7 separate regions of the Mus musculus genome follow, and all the other regions are linked to region 1. Evidence: chromatin contacts called from public HiChIP or PLAC-seq, Micro-C and promoter capture Hi-C data. All regions are on one chromosome and are shown on one strand. Each heading gives the region's core, a stretch centred on a gene start, on an enhancer-like site or on the middle of the called end of the contact. The rest is flanking DNA. Distances are from core to core; before and after follow the strand shown. Region 1 holds the start of Gnai2 (guanine nucleotide binding protein (G protein), alpha inhibiting 2). Region 2 holds the start of P4htm (prolyl 4-hydroxylase, transmembrane (endoplasmic reticulum)). Region 3 holds the start of Impdh2 (inosine monophosphate dehydrogenase 2). Region 4 holds the start of Usp19 (ubiquitin specific peptidase 19). Region 5 holds the start of Rad54l2 (RAD54 like 2 (S. cerevisiae)). Region 6 holds the start of Ccdc71 (coiled-coil domain containing 71). Region 7 holds the start of Rbm15b (RNA binding motif protein 15B).

Region 1 (3,431 bases), core at 676-3,175:
AGAGACAGGAAGAGGCAAGCGCCCAACGCAAAGCAGCCCAGGAGGCTGGGCCGCCGCCCCTTCCCGCCCCTTCTCTTCCTCCCCGCGGCAGCAGTGGAGCGGATGCCATTTTGAAACCTCCGGGGCTGTGCCCCCAGGCCGGGTCCGCCGGGACAGTCAACAGATGGATCCATAAAGACGTACATGTTTCTCGGCCACAGGCCTGGCCAAAAAATAAAAAATAAAAAAAGCCAGGCTTTTCACAGCATGCAGGCCCCCAAGGCGGCCCTGGGGCTGAGGGGCCACACCCCCCCACATACTATCCAGCCGATTACGCTGCTGCGCGGCTTCTGCTGCTGCTAGGGCCTTGCTCCCCACAATCCAGAGGAACTGGTCTTCTCAAGTCAGGCTTCCACAGGGAGCCACTCTGACGACCGGTGTGGGTCTGGACACAAGCATCAGGCCCACTGCCTCTGCCAAAGCCTAGCTGGGATGCTTGAGCGCACACGGGGCTACAGGCAGCAGACTCCTTACCAGCCCCTCATTCAGCTTGCCCACCACCCCCACATCACAGTATTCCTCTGGGGAACCAACAGGTCTACTCAGTATCCTAGGCCATATCCCTGGCGTTCCAGCCCCGAGTGTGAGAAGCCCAGCAGCCGTCAGCAGATCTCTCCAGGCCGGCACACAGGGGCAGCAATATGTCGGTTGGTTCACTACTTCCACTTCCCCCCCATCCCAGCAGCCACCATCTTCCTTGGCCTTGGAAGTGACAACAACCCTAACTCCTCCATGTTCCCTCCTATTGCCCAGACTCCCCTGGCCCTGGCCCAGACAAGCCTTGGATCCCAGGGAATGGAACTTCCCGCAAATGCTAGAGGCCTGGCCCCTGTTTCCCAGTGTGACTCTCAGAGTCAGACCAACCTCTTGCAAAGGGTCTGCCCAGCTCAGCCTAGGCCCACCCCAGCCCCTGGTGCCCCTCCTCCTATCAACAAGGCCCACCTGGGGCAGGAGGGCGCAGAAGCAAGGGAACGGCAGAGTGTGAGAAAAGCCTTAAAAGAGGGGCAGATGATTTGGGGGTTGATACCTGCAGAGAGAGGGAGGGAGAGAGACAGAGAGAGAGAGAGAGACACACACACACAGAGAGAAAGAGAGATCTGGTGACCTGGAACAGAGGCCCTGCGGGGAATCCTGCTACAGAGAACTTGAGAGTAGTCAGTTTCCCTCTTAAAGAGGTTCTTGAAGGGTCAGAGTGCAAAGAGGGAGAATACAGATCCCAGAGTAAGGAAAAGAGGGAGTGGGTCGAGGCTTGACCAGGGTCCCAAGGAATGCTCGTGCCAAGAGAAATAGAACAGGTGGGGCTTGAAGGTGGGAGCCGGCAGGGTGCTGAGGGTTTAAGAAAAGCCTGAGAAAGTGCGGAAATACACGGCAGGGTCTGAGTTCTCTTGAGACTGGATAACAAGGGGGGGGGGAGATAGTCATACAAGGTTTGGTGTGTGGGATCTGGGATGAGTTGAGGGTCTGAATGAAGTCTGGACTAGGATTATAAATCTAGACCAATCCAGAGTTTCGGATCTTAAAAGGGTGGCTCCTACTGGTTTCAAGCGCAGGTGTAGGGTGCAAGGCCAGGCTGAGCAGTTTCAGGTCCTTGTCTGGGGATTAGCGTAGAGAGTCAAGGGTCCCAGAACGGGGCGCTGCCTCACCTAACAGAAGCAACTTCACCTCCCGCGCCGCCTTCTCGCCGTCCTCCCGCAGGTTCTTGTCGATCATTTTAGAGCGCTCGGCTGCCGCCTTGTCCTCGGCGCTCACGGTGCAGCCCATCCTGCCGTCCGCCGGCCCGGCCTGGCCCCCACACGGCCCACGGCCCGGCTCGGCCCCGCCCGACCCACTCCGCTCCCACCGCCGGCCCTCTGCGGGAAGCTCTCAGGTCCGCAGTTCCGAGCGACTGCGGGAGGCGCCTTCCCGGCCGCCGCGCACCGACGGCGGGGCGGGCCAGGGGTGGGGCCCGGGCGAACCAAGCCCGCGACTGGGCCGGGGCGGGTCTGGAGGAGGGGCCGAAGGAAATTTAGGGATGGTGATTGGTTGGAGGGCGGAGCCAAGGGAGAAGTTAGGCTCAGTCCAGCCTTAGGCGCAAGCTGAGAGCGGGGCCGCAACGAGGGAAGACACCAAGGGTAGAGCTAACACAGGCTTAGGCCTCTGGGCGGGCTGCAGGAGGAGCTAGTCTCCGATTGGATGCTGAGAGCCTGAGGCTCTGTTTCTGGACTGTAGGACTAGTTGATCTAGTAGCCCAAGGGTCAGGACTACCTGCCCTCGCCACAGGCCAAATAGAAACCAGGACTCTGAGCATTTGTGAATTATGAGAGTAAGATGGAGGAGGTGTGTCTTCTTCACTTGCTAAAACTGAGCCTATAAACTTATTTGGAGATCTACTAAACTCTGCGGAGGGTCACATGATCTCTTTCTGGACCTCGATTTTCTTTAAAGCAGCGCCCCCTCCTCTTCTGTGTAGGTTGCACCACATTAAAAACAAAAAGAGTTCACTGCCGCCTTTACACCTTTGAGTGGACTATCTTCTGTCATCTAAACGTCGTCCTTTTGCCTGATAGGTTGGGAACCTTTCTCCTGCAGGCAGCAATCCGGGGCTTCAACCAGAGACCAATGAGACTGGACTCTAGGAGAGATAGACAAGAGAGAGTTGTCATTGGACTTAAGGAAACAAACGTTGCCATGATCCTATAATCTGTTCCTTCCATCCTCTGTCAGCTTCTAGAGGCTTCTTCAGTTCCATGTCTCTTCTGGGTAGTGGCTGTGATCCTGTGGCTGTGCAAAGGTGGAAGTGGAGCTATTTCCAATCTTTGTGATCTGCTTTTTAAGAGGGGCCTATGACCCACCAACTTTGATTGGACGATTGAAGTGTGCAAGGTGTTCTGAGTGGCCCCAGACTAAAGCCAGAGAAGGACACTGCCATTAAGAGTTGGTCACAGGGCTGGAGAGATGACTCAGCGGTTAAGAGTGCCGACTGCTCTTCTGGAGATCCTGAGTTCAAATCCCAGTACCCACATGGTGGCTCACAACCATCCTTAATGAGATCTGACACCTTCTTCTGGTGTGTCTGAAGACAGCTACAGTGTACTTACATGTAATAATAAATAAATGGGGGGCGGGAGGGATGGCTCAGCGGTTAAGAGCATTGACTGCTCTTCCGCAGGTCCCGAGTTCAAATCCCAGCAACCACATGGTGGCTCACAACCATCTATAATGAGATCTGAGACCCTCTTCTGGGGTGTCTGAAGACAGCTACAGTGTACTTACATATAATAATAAATAAATGTTTAAAAAAAAAAGAGTTGGACACAGCCTCCTGTGAGAACAGCACTACCTGGACAAAGCGCGTGTTCCAGCTTCTACCCTCCAACTTGCTGGCTTGCTCTGGAGTGTCCGTGTGTCTCAAT
Region 2 (3,431 bases), core at 424-2,923, 960 kb after region 1:
AAGGCAGCCCTGGGTCTGCTGATTCACACCACCAAGGCCATGTATAGATTGTTTTTGTTTTGTTTTGTTTGTTTGCTGTCATTGTTGTTTTGATACAGGTTTTTCTCTGTGTAGTCTTGGCTGTCCTGAAACTTGCTCTGTAGATCAGGCTGGCCATGAACTCAGAGATCTACTCGCCTCTGCCTCCGAAGTGCTGGGATTAAAGGCAGGTGCCACCACTGCCCAGCTAGGGTTGCAGAAATTTAACCCAGGCAAGGTCTGTGGACATAGTGCCCTCCCCATGTTGACATTGATAGTCTTTGGAGGACTTGGGGGGGTCTCCACAACACCATGGTTAGGTGTTTGAAGCCTATCATCTACTAAGAACTCAGAAAACAGGAGCTGTGTGTGATGTGGCTAAAATGGGTCACCCTAATAGGCTCTGCCCATGAAGGGTGAAAGACAGGAGTCCTAAGAATCTTGAATACTGGAAGCAAGAAGTTGGGCCTTTGAATGGTGCCCCTCTGGGGGGGGGGGGGCCGCTGGCTTTGAGGGTTGTCAGTTCATTCCAATATGGACGGCCTGATTCTCATCAGACCACAGGATTAGCTTTGGGAATGTGATCTCCCCAGAGGCCCCCGGGTCAGCTGGCACCTGGTTATCAGTCTCTCACCCTGCCCTGATCTGGAAGGTGATAGATTCGTAGCACAGACTGCCCAAAGATAACTTCAATAAACAGTTGGAACATTTGTCTCAGGGTCGTGCTGCCCAGCCTATGATGGAAGGGTCCGCTGAGGGAAGTGTGGAAAACGAACCTCTCTGTCCGGTTACGGAAAAGGAAGCTCTATTTTAGTAAACTGGATTCAGAGAGCGCATCTACGAAGCAGCCATGTTCAAAATAGTAAACACACGGTCAAAAGAAGCCTTGGGGTGGACACTGCAGCCTCCCCGGCCCTTCCCAGAAGTGTCCTGCAGACTTACCAAAAAGCAGCGGCTTGAGGCTGAGGGTTCGGATGAAGTGATCCCTGCCCGCGACCACCTGGACTTTCCGCTCATATCCCACCTAAAGGAAAAATACACAGCAGGCAGCTGGTGTGCCAGGCCGCACTGCTCAAGAAAAAGTCCCGTGTCAGGGAGCGACAGTAGCAAAGTAAGTAGGCGCGCGCGTGACCCGCACACAGTGATGCGTGGGGCACCGTGGTGGCCCAGAGCTGAGCCACGGTTCCTTCTGGCTCGGCTTGGCAGTGCTTGAAGCTCCGCTCGGGGCGGGAGAGGAGGGGATGTTCTTACCTTGATGCCCTCCAGCCGGGTGAGGGGACCCAAGGTTGGCACTGGCTGGGGGCTCTGCTCGCGGCGCTGGGGTCCGGGGTCTGTGCTCTCGTCTCCGTTGCTGTAGTGCACGAAGAGCAGCAGGGCCAGCACGTTGCCCAAGTACAGGTGCACGAACACCATCAGCACCAAGAAGTAGGCACGGGAACAGATGCCCCGCGGCTTGCACAGTGGCCGCACCGGGGCGTCTTCACTATCGCCTGGTCTGGTCGCTGCCCCGGAAGGGCGATGCTCCGGTGGTAGCGGCCACTGAAGATTTGAGGCCTCCTCGACTGTCTCAGCCTCAGGCCGCTGCACGGTCGCCACCGCTGCCGCCATGGCGCCCAGGTCGCGCGCGCGCCCAGGGGAGGGGCCGCGGGGGTGCTCGCGTTGCGCAGTCGCTGGGACCCGGACGGCAGAGTCAGCGCGCCCGGCGGTCACTAGGAGACGGTGCTCCGGGATGCTGTGCCTACACGGAGCCGCACCCATCGGTCCATACTGAGATCCTGGGACCTCGCTCACACCCGGCTGGTCGTTTATGGAGCTGTATATACTCCAGTGCAGAAGGCCATCCACAAACATGGAGGCACATCAGCGGAGCACCGTTAGGACAGACACCATTGCAACTAGTAGTTTCTTGGTTCCCGGGAGAAGACGCCCCCCCCCCCCCCCCCCGGCCCCAGAAAGTGTAGTGGGCATTTTCTCACTCTTGGGAGAAGGGAGTCAGAGAGTGATAGAAATGGGACATACGACATAGTGGGATGCTGAGGCCAATGACTGCACACTGGATGATGAGATTATAGAGCAGTTCCCACGAGTTCGATTTATTTAACTAAAACATTTTATGTCTATGGGGTGGTTTGTTTATGGGTATGTGCACTCCATGCATGTCTGTATATGAGGACAGAAGGGGCGTTGGAGCTGGAGAGACTTACAGACGTTTTTAAGTCTCTATGTTGGTGCTGGGACTAGAACCGGTGTGTTCTCCAAGATGGATCTTAGCTAAAGAGCCTCTCTCCAGCTTCCGTTTTTGCTTTTATTAAAATTTTTTTCTTGTTGTTTTTTGTTTGTTTGTTTGTTTTGTTTTGTTTTGTTTTTTCGAGACAAGGTTTCCCTATGTAGCCCTGGCTGTCCTGGAACTCACTTTGTAGACCAGGCTGGCCTCAAACTCAGAAATCCCCCTGCCTCTTGCCTCCCGAGTGCTGGGATTAAAGGCATGCACCACTACACCCGGCTTATTATTAAATTGTTTTTAAACAATACACACAAACAAAAAACCAAACCAAACCAAAAAAAAAACCAAAAACAAAAAAACAAAAAAAACACCCCAAAACAAAAACCAACCCAGACAGGGTCTCATATAGTTCAGGCTTGCTCATCAAACTTGAAAGGAGCAGAGGATAAATTTATTCTCCTGCCTCCACCTCTCAGATGCTGAAGTTAGGGCTGGAGAGATGGCTCAGTGGTTAAGAGTACTGATTGCTCTTCCGAAGGTCCTGAGTTCAAATCCCAGCAACCACATGGTGGCTCACAACCATCAGTAATGAGATCTGATACCCTCTTCTGGAGTGTCTGAATATATATATTTTAAAATGCTGGAGTTACTAGGTATGCACCAAGATATTCAAGATATTCTTGAAGGTCCTTCGGCAGTCAGACTGGACCACTGAGGGAATCCTGCAAGTCAGACTTTGGTGAGAGGCTGCCCAGGGTGCCCAGGTTGGGCTCCACCCAGTGTCCCTCAAAATGAAGCAGGTGCTGTTTGTGACGCTTGCCTTAGCTCCTGGATGGGAAGAGGGAGGGTGGAAGGCTTTCCCCTAATCAGGACACCTCTGAAGAAAATAAAACTCAGATTATAAAGCAGCGGCCAAGGCATTTTTTTTTAAAACAGTAATTTTTCACAATGTATTATTAATTTTATATCTGATTCCCAGTAAATTCATGCTTGCTTTCTTTCTCTTCTTTCTTTCTTTTCTTCCTTTCTTTCTTCTGTAGCTGTCTTCAGACACTCCAGAAGAGGGAGTCTTGTTTCAGATGGTTGTGAGCCACCATGTGGTTGCTGGGATTTGAACTCCCGACCTTCAGAAGAGCAGTCAGGTGCTCTTACCCACTGAGCCATCTCACCAGCCCAAGGCATTTTCTTT
Region 3 (3,431 bases), core at 313-2,812, 930 kb after region 1:
ATCAGTTCTTACATATTTTTATAACATGTCAGGAACCCTGCCCACTTAATTAACATCTGTACCTAATATAAAGCTGACACATGTTCCTTAAATTTTGAGTGGATGAGGGAATGGCTGTGAGACTGTTGGAGCACGCTGAGTACTGAAGAGGTACTGAGTACTGAAGAGGTACTGAGCCCAGAGAAGGTGGTTATTGGCCTTTGCTGCTGAGTTAAAAACAATGTGGGTAAACAGCTGGAGCTAGGTCTTCTAGATGCTTATCTGCTGCCAATGGGATATAGATAGATTTAAGTAGTTCAACCTGAAATTGTTTGGGAGGCTCAAACAGGAAGGGTTAGAATTATGCTATTACTTACTGAAATTCTTCTTCAGCCCTCAGAGTGTGAAAGGCCGAAATGACACCTTTTACCTGACACCTGAGCCAGTTGTAGCTCCCAACAGCCCAATCTGGTACTCAGTCCAGCCTATCAGCAGAGAACAGATGGGACAGATGCTGACCCGGATCCTGGTTATACGAGAAATCCAAGAAGCCATTGCCGTGGCCAATGCAACCACCATGCACTGAGGTGCCTCAGCTATAGGAAAAAAGATCCAGGAAAAACCAGACAGACTTTCACACTAAAGGAGAGGCCTCCACATTTTTTTTTAATTTGTAGTTATGATGCTTTTCAGGCTACTTCTGTTCAAAATGTAAAAGACGATATTGCCCTCTTTGCATCTTCATAAAATGGGCAGACCCCTGGTTCATAGGGATCTGGGTTTTCTGAGAACCTGGTGTCCTAGGAAGTGGTTGGCTTTTTCTTTTCTCTTTTTTTCTTTTGTCTGGGGCGTGGGGAAAGGAACTTGGACTGTATGGAGAGATACAGACCCTTCCCTTCCTCAGGGAAGATGGAGCTGCTGATGCATCAGCCTGTCACTCGGAATCGGCAAACTTTACTGACCACTCAGAGCCACATTTGTTTTTTGTTTTTTGTTTTTTTTTTTTGTAATGCTCAGACATAAACTTAACATCTTGATGGAAGAAGAATAAGGGGAACTTCAATTATGATTTTTATCCAGACAATTTCTATTACACCCTTCTTTATGACAAGTGACATAAAAGTTAAAGTAAAAACTTTACCATGCGCTTTTTTTTTTTTTTGGCCTAACATTGAGGCCTTAAAAATGAGGCTCCTGTGCCTGATGGAATTCTTGTAACATACACTTGTGTATCATATAAAGATACCACTCTTTCTCTTATGTATTCTTATTCTAGTTGTTTATTAAGAATGACAAGCACGTCTTTTCAACAAGCTACTGGAGAACGTGTCTTTATTTGGGGGAGGAGCTCTGCGGGGGCGGGGGAGTGGAAACAAAACTTAATTGAATGGGCCTGGATCCTGCTGTGGTGGGATGCGGGGAGGGGTGGGACAGGAAACAGGCCTTTGGCCTTGGGCCTGTGAGCTCGATAAGCACGTGGTTACCCAGCTCTGCCAGCTCCGCCTCTATACGGGGCGTGGCCCTCAGTACGCACGCCCTACGCCTGGCGTCATCGACGCACGCAACGTGTGACGGAATAATCTAGTTTATATTGGCGCGGTCCGGACGGCAGAGGCCTCTGCGGCGCGGTCCTCGGAGCGGCGCGGTTCTCGGAGCCACGCGTCTGTCTTCCTCCGTGGTCATGGCGGACTACCTGATTAGCGGAGGCACCTCTTACGTGCCGGACGACGGGCTCACAGCGCAGCAGCTCTTCAACTGCGGGGACGGCCTCACCTACAAGTGCGGGTCTAGGGCACCCATCGGGGCGAGGCGAGGGGCCGCACGCTGGCGAGAAGGCCGGATGAGGGAGGGCTTCATTGAAACTGGTGGGAGCGGATGGGGAACAGAATCCGGGAATTCCTTATCGCCGAAGACTAACTTCGACATATGTGAAGCAGGGGCAGGGGTTTAGAGGGTGATTTCAATAGTATTTAATACTTGAGTCGTGAGACACAGTTCTCTGGATATGTGGAATATGTTAGCGTGCACTAATGACACCTCGGTGGCATCCACCCAGTGACATTTTGCCTGTGTCACACTTGCTGGTACAACTCCCTGCTCAAGAGTTTTATGGGATGATATATGGAGTTGAAGTTTCTTGGTGTCACAAGCCTGAGAGACCTGCTTATTTCCCTCCTACAGTGATTTTCTCATTCTTCCTGGGTATATCGACTTCACTGCAGATCAGGTGGTGAGTAATAAGGCACTGGATTTTTGGTTTGGGGGGTTCCTTTTTTTTTTTTTTTTTTTTCTGAGACAGGGTTTCTCTGTATAGCCCTGGCTGTCCTGGAACTCACTCTGTAGACCAGGCTGGCCTTGAACTCAGAAATCCGCCTGCCTCTGCCTCCCAAGTGCTGGGATTAAAGGCGTGCGCTACTTCTGCCTGGCTCTATTTTGTTTTTGAGACAGCCTGCCTACATTACTTTGGCTGTTCCAGAAGTGGTTTTGTTGACCCTAATTATTAGTGTCAACGCTCAGTCTTGTTTCTGAGTGGGTACTGTTATTACAGTAGGCATGTGCCCCTGTACCCACTCTAGGAACTGGATTGGTAAATATCTAGGAGGGGTAAGATGCTGCTGTTCGTTACTGTGAGCTTACTGCACCAGGCTAGGCTTTGTGGTGAACATGGCAGCTCACCCAGGGCTCCTGGGATGGACCCTGAGGAATAAGCTGTATTTTCCTTTGCTGGTCCTTTTTCTCCTCAGGACTTGACGTCTGCTCTAACTAAGAAGATTACACTAAAGACCCCATTGGTTTCCTCACCCATGGACACTGTCACAGAGGCTGGAATGGCCATCGCGATGGCGGTAAGGCTTGAGCGCCATGGGTGCCATCTTATAGCCAAAGATTGTGTTTCTGTTTTATCACTTACTTGTGTGTTCGTCTTGTAGCTTACAGGAGGTATTGGTTTCATCCACCACAACTGCACACCTGAATTCCAGGCCAATGAAGTTCGGAAAGTGAAGGTTAGAAGGCCAAGCATCATGGCCAAGAGTTGCTGGGAATTAGAGGCGTGGGGTGGAAGTGGAGGGTTTGTTTTGCTAAGCGTCCTTTCTCCTGCTGTGAGCTTCAGCTACTGAGGAGGAAGACCCAAGACCCCATTTCTTAGCTAGAGCACGCACGGTGCTTCCAGACCCCCTATGTCCATGTTTGAGCATTTCATTTCATTTGTTTCCGTGGCTCTGCTATACAGGACACTTAGGCATGGACCTCATCCTTTAGAACAGGGGCCTGATGACAGTGATATCAAAGATACAGTGACCTTCTCACCATTCCTTCCAGAAATACGAACAGGGATTCATCACTGACCCCGTGGTCCTTAGCCCCAAGGATCGTGTACGCGATGTTTTTGAGGCCAAAGCCAGGCATGGCTTCTGTGGTATCCCCATCACAGATACAGGCCGGATGGGGAG
Region 4 (3,431 bases), core at 279-2,778, 860 kb after region 1:
CTTGCCTGTGTCTCCATAGAGGAGGGAGCCGATCCTGACAGTATTGAAATGGTAGCGACTCGGGTGCTAGACATCTCCATCCCGGCCTCACCCGAGCAGATCCAGCGCCTAGCCAGTGAGATTGCAGAACGCGTCCGAAGCCTGGCCGACGTGGACACAATCCTGGCCCATACCATGGGCGACGTGCGTCGGGCTGAACAGCTACTGCAAGATGCGCACCGGGCACGGTCTGACCCCCAAGCCTGGTCCCCATTCCTGAAACCTGGTCCTGATACCTGTAGACCCTGATCTCCCCTCTTCCTCAGGAGCCGGGCCGAGGGTGAGAGACAGAAGGCAGAGACAGTCCAAGCGGCACTGGAGGAGGCTCAGAGGGCACAAGGAGCTGCTCAGGGTGCCATCTGGGGAGCAGTGGTTGACACACAAAACACAGAGCAGACCCTGCAGCGGGTATGACTTCCTTAGGACGAGGTGATGGGCATGTACTAAGGATCTGGCTTGCTTTGTCTGGGACAGGGAGGTCTTACTGTGTAGCCCTGGGCAGCCTGGAAGTTACAGAGATCAACTTGCTTCTCCTTCTCAGTTGCTGGTACTAAAGGTGGATTTGTTAAACCTGGGCCTTTCTGTGGCAGGTCCAGGAGAGGATGGCAGGTGCAGAGAAGTCTCTGAACTCTGCCGGTGAGCGGGCTCGGCAATTAGACGCCCTCCTGGAGGCCCTGAAACTGAAACGGGCAGGAAATAGCCTGGCAGCATCTACAGCGGAAGAAACAGCAGGCAGTGCCCAGAGCCGTGCCAGGGAGGCTGAGAAAGTGGGTTGGGCGAAGCCCTCTGGATGGGGTAGGGGTATTATAGTTAGAATTCCACTGAATTAGTATACCGACCCTGCCTCTTACATCTGCAGCAACTACGGGAACAAGTAGGTGACCAATACCAAACAGTGAGGGCGTTGGCAGAGCGGAAGGCTGAAGGTGTTCTGGCTGCACAAGCCAGGGCAGAACAACTGCGGGATGAGGCTCGGGACCTGTTGCAGGCCGCTCAGGATAAGCTGCAGCGGCTACAGGGTGAGGACCATGGTGGGCGGGAGCTAGAAAGGTGGGCTTGCGTGAGAAAAGACTTGAACTATTTCTTGACCCTTCTAGAGCTGGAGGGCACATATGAGGAGAACGAGCGTGCACTGGAGGGCAAAGCGGCCCAGCTGGATGGGCTGGAAGCCAGGATGCGCAGTGTGCTCCAGGCCATCAACTTGCAGGTCCAGATCTACAACACCTGCCAGTGACCACTCCCTAGGGCCTAGCCTTGTCGCCAAGCACTGTTCTGCACACGATCGTCCGCACATTAAAGAGCTCCTGGCTAGCAAGAGCTTTCAATAAACCTGTGTGAACCTCCTCTGTGTTGTCTGGCCTTTGATGGGAGGGGCGGAGGACCTTTATACACGCCATCAGCTGTAGGCTACCAGCAGAGGCCGAGCACCGGAACCCCTCCTCTTCCTTTCCCGCCCTCCCCAAAGCTGCCCTTCACCAAGAGCTCCCACTCTTGCCGGAAGTGCGTCATCAGCTCGGCACCCCGCCTCCCGTAGCCGTAGCTAGAAGTCGAAACAAAACAAGCGGCTGAAGCAGCGGCGAAGGCGGCGGTGGCGGAGGAGCCGGGACGGGGGAGGGGCGCGCCGGAACCGGAACCGACCCGACGCCGGAACCGGAATCGAGAGCGTGTTGCCAGGGCCCGAAGAGGGCTGGTGGCGGCGGTCTCGCTCGGTGAGTGGTGTGGGCCTCAAGTCGCCGGTTTGGCCGCAGCGGGGGAAGGCCGCAAGGTTGGCCCGGGGCGGGCCTGTTCAAGGTCACGGGCCGTGCCAGCCCCGACATCTCGAGCCTCGCGGCGTGCTCGGCCTACCGATGCCGACCGAGCCGTTATGCTACCCCTGTGGCCGGCCTCTCTGTTTTTAAGAGGATTAGCGGCGAGCGAGGGTGGCTTCCTGGAGGAGGTGGTGGCAGGCCTGGGATTCGGAGGCTGGAGGAGGGCAGCATCCTAGCCGGGGCGTTGGTCTGCGTTCAGTAACTCTGCGCAGCTTCTCTAACCAGCTGGGATCTCCGGATAGTTTCTCTGCCGCTTCGACGGCTTTCAGAGCATGGGGGAGGGATTCCGGCTGTGAATCGGGCCTCGGTGTAAGGAGGAAACGGCGGGTGCTCTGCCCAGAGGCCTGGACGGACTGTCACTAAAGATTCCGCTCATCACTCTTATCGTCCAAGGGTATTTTTATCACCCCACTCTCCCCTAAGGGAACACAGGCTACAGTTCAATCTCCTTCGTCTCGCAAGCCGGGCTTGAGGCTGCCAGGGCTAGTACTAGGTCTACGTTCCATCTCCACCCTCACTAGTTTTGAGAACTTCACTTTGGATGGAGGGAGCCCGAATCCACACACAGGTGGGAAACAGATCAGGCCTCCGTGGCTCAGAGCTGATGATGAAGGAAGGAACCTGGAGACAGGGGTGATGTCTGTTTCGTTGTTAAGCCTATCACCGTGTCTTAAAACTGGAGTCCACTCCTCATTTTTTTTTTTTTCGAGACAGGGTTTCTCTGTGTAGCCCTGGCTGTCCTGGAACTCACTCTGTAGACCAGGCTGGCCTCGAACTCAGAAAATCCGCCTGCCTCTGCCTCCCAAGTGCTGGGATTAAAGGCGTGCGCCACCACCACCCGCCTCCACTCCTAATCTTTAAGGCTGAGGAGAGAGAGATCGATCCTTCTTTAGGTGGAAACAAAAGATCAAGTTTCAGGAGCTGGTTTATGGCAAAAAATAGGAGCCGGCAGGAAGCAGACTAGATGCTTTAGTACCAGAGCCTTTCTGGTTAGTGGCAGCACCTGGGGCCGTTTTCAGCTTCAGAGTCTGCCCTTCTGCTGCTCTGACTATTCCTTGGTCTCCCTCTCTGCTGCCTGACTCCTTCACTCTCTACTTGTCTGGCGGTGACTAAGCAGCCGGCGAGAGTGAAGGAAGCAGAGCAGGCTGCTCAGAGTGCAGACCTGTGGGTTGGAGCCATGGCTCTCATCCAGAGGATGATCCTGGTCCCAGGCCACAACTGCCTTGACCTAGCACTTCCTCAGTGCAGCCTTCCAGCGTTGTGGGTTTCTGTAGATACCCAGGAGGCGTGGCCTGAAGCACTTGCCACTGCTTGAATTATTTATTTCCTCACAGGGTAGCCTCACAGTGCGCATGGCTGCCTCAGCTGGTGAGAATCCTGCCCATTAGGGTTCAGAGAGGCCTGCGTTGCTCAGCCCTTGTAGGCAGGGAGCAGATCACTTGGCCTTGGCAGTGACTCGTGGTCTATTTTCATTAGGCTCTTGGTTCTTTGCTGAAGAATTTGGCCACAAAGAGTTGCCAAGATAGCTGGGCCGGGAAGAAAGCGCCGCAGCCCTGACCCAGACGCTGTTGCCGACTCTGGGCC
Region 5 (3,431 bases), core at 585-3,084, 850 kb before region 1:
AATTCAGATGGTGCACTGATCCTGATATGGCTTTGTTCATATAGCTTTCCCTTTAATATATATAAAGAACCAACTTCTGCCTGCAAAGTGCATGCAGAGCTCTGGTGTGTGGCTATAAGAATCAGAGCTGGAGTTTACACACTGCCTCTAGAACAGAATCACTCAACACAATTAATATTTGTAGTGAAGATAAAATCCTGTGAGAGCAAGGATGCTGAGATGATAACGACAAAGATTTAGCAGATTCAATGTAATCACTTCATGGCAGTAAGAGATAATGAAACTTCATGAATTTAGGGGTCTAAAGAGCTTTGAGCAGCAGAAATTATAAAGATTTTTTTTCACATCCTCCTCTATAGTTACATATATTAAAATATACCAAAAAAAAAAAAGTTAGTGAAGCCTTTTACATTAGTTTGGGCTTAGAAGAATTGTACTGAAAGCTCCAAGAATTACAACATACTATGGGGTCTAGGTTTGTGGATCATTACAAACAATAGCCACAGTGCTAAAAACAAAATATGAGTCACAATTCAAAAAAGAGGGCAAAGGGGGAAAAAATGAACAGAGAAAAGCTTTAAAGTCAAATACCATTAAGAAATTTGTTACTTAAATGACTGCCGGCGACAGCCACCACACTGACTTTGGAGTAAGAAGGAAAGGTCCACACTGTCCTCTCCTCTAGAACAAATTCATTAAGCCCCCCCAAATACCCATTCCAGCTTCAAAGTCCAGGCATCAACAGTCAGCCACATCCGCCAGCAAGAGCAGTAATCTAACAGATCTGAGTCACACACTCCCCCGCAGTAAGAGGTCATTCTCTAGCAGGAAGCCCACTCTGCAAAGTGCTCTTGTTCTACTCCCAGACAGCCACCATGACCCACATAAAGCCAATTCTTCGACCCCAGAAGCTGCCGGCCATCTTCTCCCTCCCTCCCCAGCTCGCATCGGCCTTTTCCTAACCCAATGCAGCTAACACTACTCCTGTGACAAGTTTCCTACCTGAGAACCACTCTTAACTCGGATACATCTTAGCCGTGAAGGATCCATCTAGCTCCTAGCTCAACTCTTTTGTGCCCAACTAAGCTCGTGCCTTTCCAGGAACTACTCACCAATTACCTCAGAGAAGCTAAACTCTCCATGCCTCTTCTCCCCAAACCCGACTCAGCCTAACAAATTCTCAGACGGCCCGAGGGAGTTCAGAGACCCACACCTATGTCCACTAGGGACCAAGCCACAGGGGTCCCTAAAATTCGAACCACAATCCCTCTCCCTCAAACCACGGCACGGTTTGCCGGTGTTATAATATAACATCAGGAGCGCATAGCCACTGTAGTTCAGTCTCGGTAATTACGACTGCCTTCCTTGACAACGAAATCCCAAAATATCAAGCCACTGAAGTCCCGGGTGGATGCCAAGACCCCCTCCAAGCCTACAGTCACTGGAGTTTCCCAGGTCGGACGCAGCTCCCCCCAAGGCCCAAGCCGCCAGGAGTAGCTTGCTACCCCAGGCTGCTGCACGCCGGGGACTCTGGCCGCGTCCCCATTGTTGCGGGTCCCAGCGGCCCCGGCAGGGAGTAAGGGGACCGCAGGGGCTCTCACCTCCCGTGCCACGGATCCGGGCCGCACCGGACCGGGCTGGGCCGTAGGACCTCGCGTTCTGCCGCACCCTCTTGGACAGTGTCTGCGGCGGCGGGAGCCGGAGAAGCGGCTGAGGCGGGAAGCAGCCAGCCAGGCCCGGGCGCCGCAGGCTGGCTCTGGCCGAGGGTCGGTCTTCTCCGGCGGCGGCGCTCTCAGCCTCCGCTCGCGGTCCGCGCCAGAAAGCTTCCCCCTCCCGGCCCTCTCACCCGGCCACCCGGGCGGGAACACAAGCCACCCGCAGCAAAGTTCCGCTGTGAGTCCTGTTGTTCTTTCCCAGGGAAAGACACTAAACGGCGATTCTTGGGTGAGTAAGGTGTATTTACTACAGAGGACCTTTTCATGAATAAGTGAGACTAAAAAAATAAAATAAGAAATAAAACAAAATCGAAAACAAAAACAATCCCATGCTAGAACCTGCCTGGAACTGGTAGAGCCAACTGAATGGATTTTACTAACTACCAAAAACACACACTTATCAGTACAAATGAGCCTGAGCTCCTACACTTCTCAATTTGGTATTACGTCAAAACATACCGGGAACGAGATAGTGCGGATATGAGGTGTAAATTCGTTGAGGGTGCTGTCAAAAGTCAATGCTACTACAGCTGTAGCTTCCAACAAAAGTTGTTCTTCCTTGAATTGATGCATGCCATTGTAATTCTCGGTCTTCCTCCCTTCCTCCCTACCTGTCCGTGGTTCCTGTTGACTGCAGCTGTCTCCAGAAAACTAGCAGAGGCGACGGCCGAGTTGGGAGGGGGGAGTACTGCGGAGGGGGGATCGCACTCAAACGTAGGTTTCTCCCTGAAGTTGGAGATTGTTATGCTCCACTTTCTTATGAGCTGTATTGTTGTCTCTTTCCACTACATTACCTTGGCTCTCCACCCGCAACCCCCACCACCGCCAAAGTGAATATGAGCGAAAGATGAAAATATTGGGTATGTGGGTCTGGTTTTTTTTTTTTTTAAGTTTTTTTTGTTTGTTAGGTTCATTATTGGTTTTTGTTGTTGTTGTTTTGGTTTTTCGAGACAGGGTTTCTCAGAAATCCACCTGCCTCTACCTCTCAAGTTCTTGAATTAAAGGCATGTGGCACCAGTCCAGTTATTAGAACCATCTCTCAAATTACAAAAGTTTAAATATGTACAGATAATAGCCCTATAAATGACCAGAGGGACAAAAATGAGACCAGAGACTCTAAAGGAGCCTTACTTATTATCTCTCTTCACATAAGTGAGCTTATATGAAGAACTTATTTCTCTTTCATAACTGAGCTTGGAGTAACAGGAGCCAACAATGGCTCCCCGCCCTCCCCCACCGCCGTCCCGTTCCCCCCTCCCTCCCCGTGATAGAAGTTTCTTCTATTCTTTCCTCTCAGGAAGCCACTGTTCTGAAACATATAGATGGCTATTGATGGCTCTTCATTCAAATAAACTTAAAAGAGCTGGGCAGTGGTGGCGCACGCCTTTAATCCCAGCACTTGGGAGGCAGAGGCAGGTGGATTTCTGAGTTTGAGGCCAGCCTGGTCTACAGAGTGAGTTCCAGGACAGCCAGGGCTACATAGAGAAACCCTGTCTCAAAAAACCAACTCCCCCCCCCCAAAAGAGCTGGTCTTCCTTGCTAATAGTCAAGTGGATCTATTTTTGAAAGTTTTCTTTGTTTTCCTCGTGAAATTAAAAACGGATTAGGCTTTTTGGAAATTCAAATTGAACCTAGAAGGCAACAGTAGGAGAAGCCCTAATTTAAGGCTAGCCATTGAGAGAGAGAGAGAGAGAGAGAGAGAGAGAGAGAGAGAGA
Region 6 (3,431 bases), core at 547-3,046, 830 kb after region 1:
GGGATGGACCATGGAAATGCCTCAGGTGTCTTCCCACCTCAACCTCGCTGCCTCAGGTTACGCCGATGTAGAGCCAGCAGCTGTCAAGAACCAGGTCAAGTGACAGCTGTGCTCTGATGAGAGTCCCACATCAGTTGTAACACCAAGGTGTATCCCCCTTTGATAGCTAGGTTCCCTCACTTTCACCGTTCCCTCAGTAGCCATAGAGAGAAGGAACAGAGAGAGAATGGACCCAGCCTTCTTGTCCTCCATTTTGCTCTGACCTCTGGGTTTGATAATGCAAGAGAGGAATCTCCTTCTAGGGCACATTTGGCCTGCTAGAGCACATCTGGCCTGCTACTATGCCTGGAAGGCACCAAGCTCTGCCTCTTGGCAGAAGTGGCTTCTGTTTGCATAGTTATGGCTCATCCTGGTGTAGGTCCATAAGGCCCTTTTTCTCTACCAAGAGAAATGACTGGAGGTACTGACCCCAGACTGCCCGCAGATTTTGTGGTTCCTCTTGGGTACTTGGCTACCCAGAAACTGTCAGGAGTCTCCTGTCGGTGCCAAAGCTCTGAGAAGTAAACAGGCATCAAGTGAGGCCTTGGGTATTGATGGGTGGTTGATACTTATCTTTAAAGATGACAGATCCCTCTACATAGGCTGGGAAACACAGAACAGCTAAGGATCTTTCAGTCGTACAAAAGAGGAAGAAGGCTAGTATCCAGCTCCCACATGAAGCACTTCAAACACCCTTGTCTACCTACCCCAAACTCTTAGACAGGTCCAGATGCCTTCACTCCCTCATCCATGAAACCAAAGCTTTCCTGATGCCTCCTAAACTGGACTAGGAAGCATCTGACAAGGGGGTCCTTTCCTTAAAGCTGTGAAGCCAGGCATGGCAGCACATGCCACCTTTGATCCCAGGAATCCAGGGCTATGTAGGGATACACTGTCTCCAAAAAGGACAAGGTTTGGAAAATATGCTGACTGTTCATCTGAGGTCTCAGATTCCTAGAGTTAGTTTTAACCTGTGTCCTCAAATACTGCTGAGGAGAGGGCTCTGTAACTAACCATCTTGTGTTGTCTACAGGACATAGGTAGGACTGAGTTTGCAATCTCTTTGCCAACAGAGCCAACGGATTCTGGGCACTGTAACGACTGAAAAGTGTTACTTTGTGCCATTCGAGGTGCTTTGGCTGAGCCAGATCTTGGCACTCCACTGTGTATACATACCTGAGCAAGTATATTCAGGCCCACATTGATGTACTGTGACTTACAGACTGGCCATCTACAGCCCCAGGCTGCTGTGTATTACTTGTGCCTACATGTATATACCAGCTTTTCATGCAGTGTGCCAGGGTTAAGCCCATTCTCAGGAGAGGAGCGCCTGCTACTCTTTCAGGAAGTACTTGTGTGGTGAAACAAGGGGACTTTCCTGAGATAATCCCTGTCAGGCACACTCTCTTCTGATCAGGTGCCAGAGAAAGAGTAAGGTCCTGGGGTGTAGAATAGCATAGAGCTTGCCAGGAGTCACTTTGACTCCTATATTACCAGGACATTTTAGAAAAGTGGTCCTTAGTCCAATCCTGACTGGGATCCTGTGACTTTTGCCTTCTATGTGCACAGGCTCCCATACTGGATCAGATAGGTTTGGACTTGTCACCTCCGAGGCCACCCCCTCCAGGCAGCCCTCCGAAGTACTCAACCTGCTCCGCCCCCAGACTTGGGGGGGGAGGGGAGAGTTCTAGGGGTCAAGGGTCACCAGGCGGGCTAGATCCCGGAAGCGGAAGCACGGTGTACTTCCGGCGCGCAGCAGGCGGCCATGTTGGAGCGGCGGAGGCGGCGCAGAGGTGCGTCCTGGGTCCCCGCGGCGGCGCCGGTAGGTTGGAGCCGCGGGCCTAGCGGTGGTGCGGAGTGGCTGCCCATGAGGCCACAGGGCGGCAGGGCGAAGGGACTGGGTGGCCGGCCCTTCCGGGATCCTCATTTTCCCAGGGCTTGGCCGAGACACCCCACCCCTACCCAGGACCCCACCCTGGGGGTTCTGAGGATCCTGTCGGGCGACCACTGCCCACCTTACACATTTCGCCGCCGCCGTAACCCCGACTCCCCGTCGCCGTTCAGGCCCCGGGGCCTCGGTCTCCCCGCCTGAGGGCCCCGATCTGCCCCTGATCCCAGTCCGCCCGATTAGTATGCCCGCCCCCAGTCTTCTGTCAACTTCCTGTGCTGGCCCCAAAGGAATGTGTGAAGGCAAAAGTCAGCCTGGCTGCAGCCTCTGTTTACAAAGCTTCTTGAGAGCCAAGAAGCACCCTCCCTCCCATGGGCTCAGAATGACCTAGGCAAAGAGCCCCTTGGTCCCCGCCCCGTAATATGAGCGCCGGAGGTTTGGGGTGGGAGGTAGGTCGTCCCCCTCTGTCCTACAGTTCATAGCCCACCCATTCAAAACATAAATAAATAAATAAATAAATAAATGAAAGCATTAACTTGGATTGTACTTGAAGAGCATCCTCTGGGGAGGGGAAGTGCCTCAGACACCTGAGGATCCAAGAATGTTTCCAAACAAAGAGCCCCAGGGCACTTTCTCCGGGGAGTCTGAGGACTGTGTGTCTGCTTCATTAGAGCTGTGCAGAGCGGCGGCACAGACGGGCTCCTAGACTCCAGGGACCTGTCTCATCCCAGCTGATCTTTTAACGCTCCGGTGCAGCTGGGGAATTTACCTTTTGACTCGGGAAGCCCTCAGATGCTGCGTTGGAGTGCTGGGTGTAACTTCTGAGTGACAGCCATGGCTTCCTTAAGGAAGCATAGGACGATTTGAGTGGTCCCAGACAGCTGCATCTGTTGGGACCACTAACATCTAAGGTCTGTTGCCTTTTAAGCGCTACGGCTTGGCCTACCTTCCTAGTTGGAATCTTTCCCTGTCCTTTGTCGTCAAACCTTGAACTCCTTGGTCTCGTTGCCTGGTCTCTTGCTTGCCTTAGAGATGTTTGCAACTGTCTTTTTTTTTTGGGCGGGTCTGTGTCTTATATTGGGTTTGAACTCCAAGACTAGAGCTAGGAATCAGGTCACTGAGTATCCTGTCTATAGACTCTGGTAAGGAGATGAGCCACCCCCTGCACTGGAACGTTGGCAGTTGGATGAACAGTGGTGGGGTGGACATCAGGTGGTGTAAGTCTGGGTCTTTGGGCCTATGTTCAAAGGCCTTAGTCTGTCTTCCTCAGCTACAGCCTGGCCTTCATCCATATGGTCCGTACTCTTCTTTACTTGATAGCCTCTGCAGGAGTTGCTACCCTTTTTGCTCCATTTGTACCTGCTCCTTTTTTGGTTGGCACGCAGACAGATAGGTAGATGTTACTGCTTCCAGGAGTCCTTCCCTAACCTATTAGAAGCTGGCTTGGAGAGCACCATCTGCTTCTAAGAACCTTTAATGGCAGCTGTGTCTTCACTTCCGGACT
Region 7 (3,431 bases), core at 272-2,771, 750 kb before region 1:
AGCCCCTCATTTTAGCACAGGCAGCCTGGGCTGCGTCCAGGCTCTCGTACTGGATGTAGGCAAAGCTGTCTCCTTTGACGTGATCGATGGTCCGAATGCTCCCGAAGCGATCGAATTCCCTGGCCAGGGCCGCCAGCGAGGTGTTAGGTCCGAGACCACCCACCCAGAGGCGGGTGGTGGGGTTAGCCTTGCCGTAGCCTATCTTTATGGGGTTTCTGCCAATCACCCGGCCAGACATAGCCACCTTCGCCCTGTGTGCCATGTCCAGATTCTGAAACTTGAGGAAGGCATAGGCACCACCCTGGCCGCGGGCAGGCCTCTTGATGACCACCTCCTCGATGATGCCGTACTTCTCGAAGGCCCGTCGAAGCTCCACCTCAGAAACACTGTGGTCCAGGTTGCCGATGAAGAGGTTTCGAGTGGCTCTCTGATCATCCTCCGGCATCAGGTCCTCCTCGCACACGGCCTGGTAGCCGTACGGGCGGCCGCGGTCGTCGTACAGCCCGTAATAGTCCAGGGCTCGCTCTCGAGACAGTCCCACGGCCGCCGCGGCAGCAGCATCCAGGGCGAAGGCTGCGGCGGCGTGCCGCGCGCGGGGCTCCCGCAGGGGCGGGGCGGCTACCGGAGACAGCGAGCGCTGCTTGTACTGGTAGCCACCGTGCAGGGGCAGATAGCCCAGGGGGTCGGCGGGCGCGGGAGGCCCGGGGGGCGGCGTGGAGGCGGCGGCGCTGCTGCTGCTACTGCGCCGGCTGCTCCCGCCGCCGCGCAGGTACACCGGCTCCACCTTGAGCGGGCGATCGTAGAGCAGCAGCTGCCGGGCCAAGGCGTGCTGGCGAGCCTCCCGCGCGTCCTGTGGGTGCCGGAAGTTCACGTAGGCCACGCGGCCCAGCTCCGGGGTGTGTGACAGGCGCAGGCTGATCTCCCCGAACCGCTTGAACTGGTGGAAGAGCCGGTCCTCCAAGTGCTCGGCCGGCAGCGCGGGGCTCAGGCTGCTGATGAGGAGCGTCTTGTACTCCGGAGCCGCGGTGGAGCCCGGACCCGCGGGTTCCGCCCCGGGGGGCGGCGGGGGCGGCGGGAGTGGAGATGCGCGGGGCGACGCGCCGCCAGCACCCGGGTCCCCGGAGGCCTTGCCGGTGCGTCCCCCGCCTCCGGGCGCGCCCGAGGAGCGCCCGCCGCTCGCCCGGTGATTCGCATCCCCGGCAGCGCGCCCGTCGCGATGCCCGCCGCCTCCGCCGCTGCCGCGGGGCTTGTCGCGAGCCCGCGCCGGGACCGGGTGCTTGGTACCGCCGGAGGCCTTGTGCGCTGCCCGCCGCCCGCCCGCCTCTGCCTCTCGTTCGCGCTCCCGCGGCCGCTTGGCGGACGATGACGAGCCACGCCCGCTCGGGCTGGAGTCTCGCTCGCTCTGCCGCTTCATCGCGCCGGTTCGGCGGGCGGGCGGGCGGCCCGCGGGTCCCTCAGAGCGGCGGCGGCGGCGGCCCAGGAGGCAGCGCCCCCGGCGCCGCCATCTTGGACAAAAGGACTCGGCGCGGCGGCGGCGGCGGGGCGGGGCGGGAGCGGCGCCGAGGGGCCCGGCGCTGCGTTATCAAGCTGCGCCGGCCGCGACACGTGACCGCGGTGGGCGGGCCGAGAGTTTCGCTCGCTGCCTATCACGGAGCTCCGTGGCCCCGCACCACGTGACATCTTGGCAACCAGAGGAAGCGGCCTGTCTTGCGAGCTTTGGCGCCGCCGCGTGGCTGCCGGAGCCCAGGCACCCGGCTCCTGGGTCGCGCGCAGATTCCCTCTCGAGCTCGGCAGGCCGCGGCTGCGCTTTCGCTTTGTGCTCCAGGGCTTGCTTGCTACTCCGGGTCCGCCTATCTTTTTCCGCCTCGGGGCCACGCCCACCGGAGCAGGTGTGGCCGCTTGGCCCGAAGCCAAGTGTTGCGCGTCCCACTCCAACCTGCCACTAGATTGAAGAAACTCTATTTCCTTCCATGGAGTTTTCTGATTAGGACCAGAGTTGGCCCCCTTGAAAATAGACACACAAGGATGCCTACACCCTGCCTAGGACCCACATCCAGGCATCTTATGCATTCGAATTCTTCAGGCACTGTCCTGATAGACACAGGTGAGACCTCCCCGGGGTCCAGGTACAGAAACTAGAATGCGTTTGCAACCTACAGACAGGCATCTTGGTGCCACTGGGTCCAAATTTCTGCTGTAGGTGTCTGGGCGGACAGGAGGCTGGGAAGGTGGGGCTGCTGAGCCAAGGGTAAAGAGCAGGTAATGCCATTATCACTTCTTGCCAAGTTGACAGACTGCTGGCCAGTGTTCTGACCACATCCAGGAGATGAGGTGAAGTACCGGCAAGAGTACTCAAAGGCCCCTAGGGCTTATGCTCTCCACAGACGGTTGCTGGATCATTGATGCATCTGTAGGATGTCGAAGAACGCACCCAGCTCTTCCCTCCTCCCATAAGCAGAAAGCAACCAGCAGGAGGAGAAAGTGCAGGAGGAACTTGGAAGAAACAGCAGAGGGCTTCATGTAAGGCCCTGCGAATGCAAAGTGAATTTGGGGACCACACAAGAAGATAGCTAAGACGAGCCTTTTGGAAAACATAACTTCTTAGCAGTTGCTCCTTTCTCATTATCTCTGGAGGCAGCAGGAGCAAAGTTTCCCCACTGAGGCACAGTTCACAAGTGCCAGCAAAGGGAGCAACTGAAAACCACAGTGCACACAACTCCCTCAGGCCTTCCACTACAACCAGCTCACACTGCTTCTTTGTAAACCGATTCCTGCCAACTTTGCCAAAAATATAGGTAAGCAAGGGTCCTTGTTCTGATGCTAGACTGGAACCCCGATGAATGAATAGTTTAAGTACCAGGCGGGGTAAAGATACGCTATGGTCTGACCACCTGTACTCAGCTCACAGTTCTCCTTCTGCATAGGCTGAGCCAAATGTAAATGTCCTTTAGACTTAACAGCAGCTCAAGAACCTTCAGCCCCTGCTACTGGACTGGATGGGGGTGGGGGTCAGGGGTCAAGTCTAACCTCACCAGGCTGAAGTATCAGACACCCAGAAGCCCAAACCCACAAGACATTGGCTGCCCAAGCTCTTAAGTCCTGTTATGGGAGTTTCAGGCCCTCAGCACTGGCAGGCTGAGGGATCTTTTCAGACTGGAAAGATAAACCAGTAATCTATAGGACAGAATACTGTGCCAGCTCAACTCTCCAAAGACAATTTTTTTTAATAAAAAAATCCCAGACAAACTTTGAAGTCCTAGAGTAAACCAGCAAAGAAGGAAGTAAATTGTCCCCACTTGGGGATGGGGAAATTGTCCCCACTCGGGGATGGGCAAGAGGGAACTGCAGAGCCAGCATCACTAGGAAAGCTCTAGGTTCACATCTCATTGTCAGGAGCCCGCTTAAAAAATAAATTACAAAATGGTTATTTG

What was found. Promoter capture Hi-C pulls out the DNA fragments that hold promoters and counts their contacts. A called contact is a pair of places that touch in the nucleus more often than the background predicts. HiChIP or PLAC-seq counts read pairs in DNA pulled down with a chosen protein or histone mark.
Region 2: an H3K27ac HiChIP or PLAC-seq map of bone marrow-derived dendritic cells shows a contact between it and region 1, with 7 times the contacts expected there. The contact joins the promoter of P4htm here to the promoter of Gnai2 in region 1. A contact is called at or near these places in 2 of 115 datasets of contacts at active chromatin or transcription factors (bone marrow-derived dendritic cells and large pre-B cells).
Region 3: a promoter capture Hi-C map of erythroid cells shows a contact between it and region 1, with 6 times the contacts expected there. The contact joins the promoter of Impdh2 here to the promoter of Gnai2 in region 1. A contact is called at or near these places in 4 of 39 promoter capture datasets (cranial neural crest, erythroid cells, liver and 1 more), 5 of 484 Hi-C or Micro-C datasets (B cells, CD4 T cells, CD8 T cells and 2 more), 6 of 115 datasets of contacts at active chromatin or transcription factors (bone marrow-derived dendritic cells, bone marrow-derived macrophages, embryonic forebrain and 2 more) and 2 of 9 other capture datasets (adipose tissue and liver).
Region 4: an H3K27ac HiChIP or PLAC-seq map of bone marrow-derived dendritic cells shows a contact between it and region 1, with 6 times the contacts expected there. The contact joins the promoter of Usp19 here to the promoter of Gnai2 in region 1. A contact is called at or near these places in 2 of 39 promoter capture datasets (fetal liver and liver), 1 of 484 Hi-C or Micro-C datasets (B cells), 4 of 115 datasets of contacts at active chromatin or transcription factors (bone marrow-derived dendritic cells, double positive thymocytes, large pre-B cells and 1 more) and 2 of 9 other capture datasets (adipose tissue and liver).
Region 5: a contact with region 1 is called in a promoter capture Hi-C map of pre-B cells, with 4 times the contacts expected there. The contact joins the promoter of Rad54l2 here to the promoter of Gnai2 in region 1. A contact is called at or near these places in 2 of 39 promoter capture datasets (hippocampal neurons and pre-B cells).
Region 6: a contact with region 1 is called in an H3K27ac HiChIP or PLAC-seq map of bone marrow-derived dendritic cells, with 2.6 times the contacts expected there. The contact joins the promoter of Ccdc71 here to the promoter of Gnai2 in region 1. A contact is called at or near these places in 1 of 39 promoter capture datasets (liver), 1 of 484 Hi-C or Micro-C datasets (olfactory sensory neurons) and 2 of 115 datasets of contacts at active chromatin or transcription factors (bone marrow-derived dendritic cells and bone marrow-derived macrophages).
Region 7: a Micro-C map of embryonic stem cells shows a contact between it and region 1, with 1.9 times the contacts expected there. The contact joins the promoter of Rbm15b here to the promoter of Gnai2 in region 1. A contact is called at or near these places in 3 of 39 promoter capture datasets (erythroid cells, hippocampal neurons and neural stem cells), 2 of 484 Hi-C or Micro-C datasets (CD4 T cells and embryonic stem cells) and 4 of 115 datasets of contacts at active chromatin or transcription factors (embryonic forebrain, embryonic stem cells and large pre-B cells).

Annotation. Positions count from the first base shown.
Region 1 is chr9:107,633,418-107,636,848 of GRCm38.p6, forward strand. Gnai2 (guanine nucleotide binding protein (G protein), alpha inhibiting 2) reads right to left here and starts at 1,926. Exons shown (of 9, transcript NM_008138.5): 1 at 1,683-1,926. The coding sequence starts at 1,800.
Region 2 is chr9:108,595,939-108,599,369 of GRCm38.p6, forward strand. It overlaps P4htm (prolyl 4-hydroxylase, transmembrane (endoplasmic reticulum)), which reads right to left and starts at 1,674. Exons shown (of 9, transcript NM_028944.4): 1 at 1,270-1,674; 2 at 961-1,042. The coding sequence starts at 1,626.
Region 3 is chr9:108,558,874-108,562,304 of GRCm38.p6, forward strand. It overlaps Impdh2 (inosine monophosphate dehydrogenase 2), which reads left to right and starts at 1,563. Exons shown (of 14, transcript NM_011830.5): 1 at 1,563-1,758; 2 at 2,161-2,209; 3 at 2,724-2,825; 4 at 2,910-2,984; 5 at 3,301-3,431. The coding sequence starts at 1,661. It overlaps Qrich1 (glutamine-rich 1), which reads left to right. Exons shown (of 10, transcript NM_175143.5): 10 at 373-1,294. The coding sequence ends at 565.
Region 4 is chr9:108,489,148-108,492,578 of GRCm38.p6, forward strand. It overlaps Usp19 (ubiquitin specific peptidase 19), which reads left to right and starts at 1,529. Exons shown (of 27, transcript NM_027804.4): 1 at 1,529-1,748; 2 at 3,324-3,431. Lamb2 (laminin, beta 2) reads left to right here. Exons shown (of 33, transcript NM_008483.3): 29 at 20-227; 30 at 306-447; 31 at 630-806; 32 at 899-1,058; 33 at 1,137-1,383. The coding sequence ends at 1,273.
Region 5 is chr9:106,787,379-106,790,809 of GRCm38.p6, forward strand. Rad54l2 (RAD54 like 2 (S. cerevisiae)) reads right to left here and starts at 1,835. Exons shown (of 22, transcript NM_030730.2): 1 at 1,602-1,835.
Region 6 is chr9:108,458,757-108,462,187 of GRCm38.p6, forward strand. Ccdc71 (coiled-coil domain containing 71) reads left to right here and starts at 1,797. Exons shown (of 2, transcript NM_133744.5): 1 at 1,797-1,861. Gm51295 (predicted gene, 51295) reads left to right here and starts at 338; the gene lies at 338-404. It also overlaps a transcript of Klhdc8b not described here.
Region 7 is chr9:106,885,554-106,888,984 of GRCm38.p6, forward strand. It overlaps Rbm15b (RNA binding motif protein 15B), which reads right to left and starts at 1,522. Exons shown (of 1, transcript NM_175402.5): 1 at 1-1,522. The coding sequence starts at 1,414. Manf (mesencephalic astrocyte-derived neurotrophic factor) reads right to left here. Exons shown (of 4, transcript NM_029103.4): 4 at 3,200-3,431.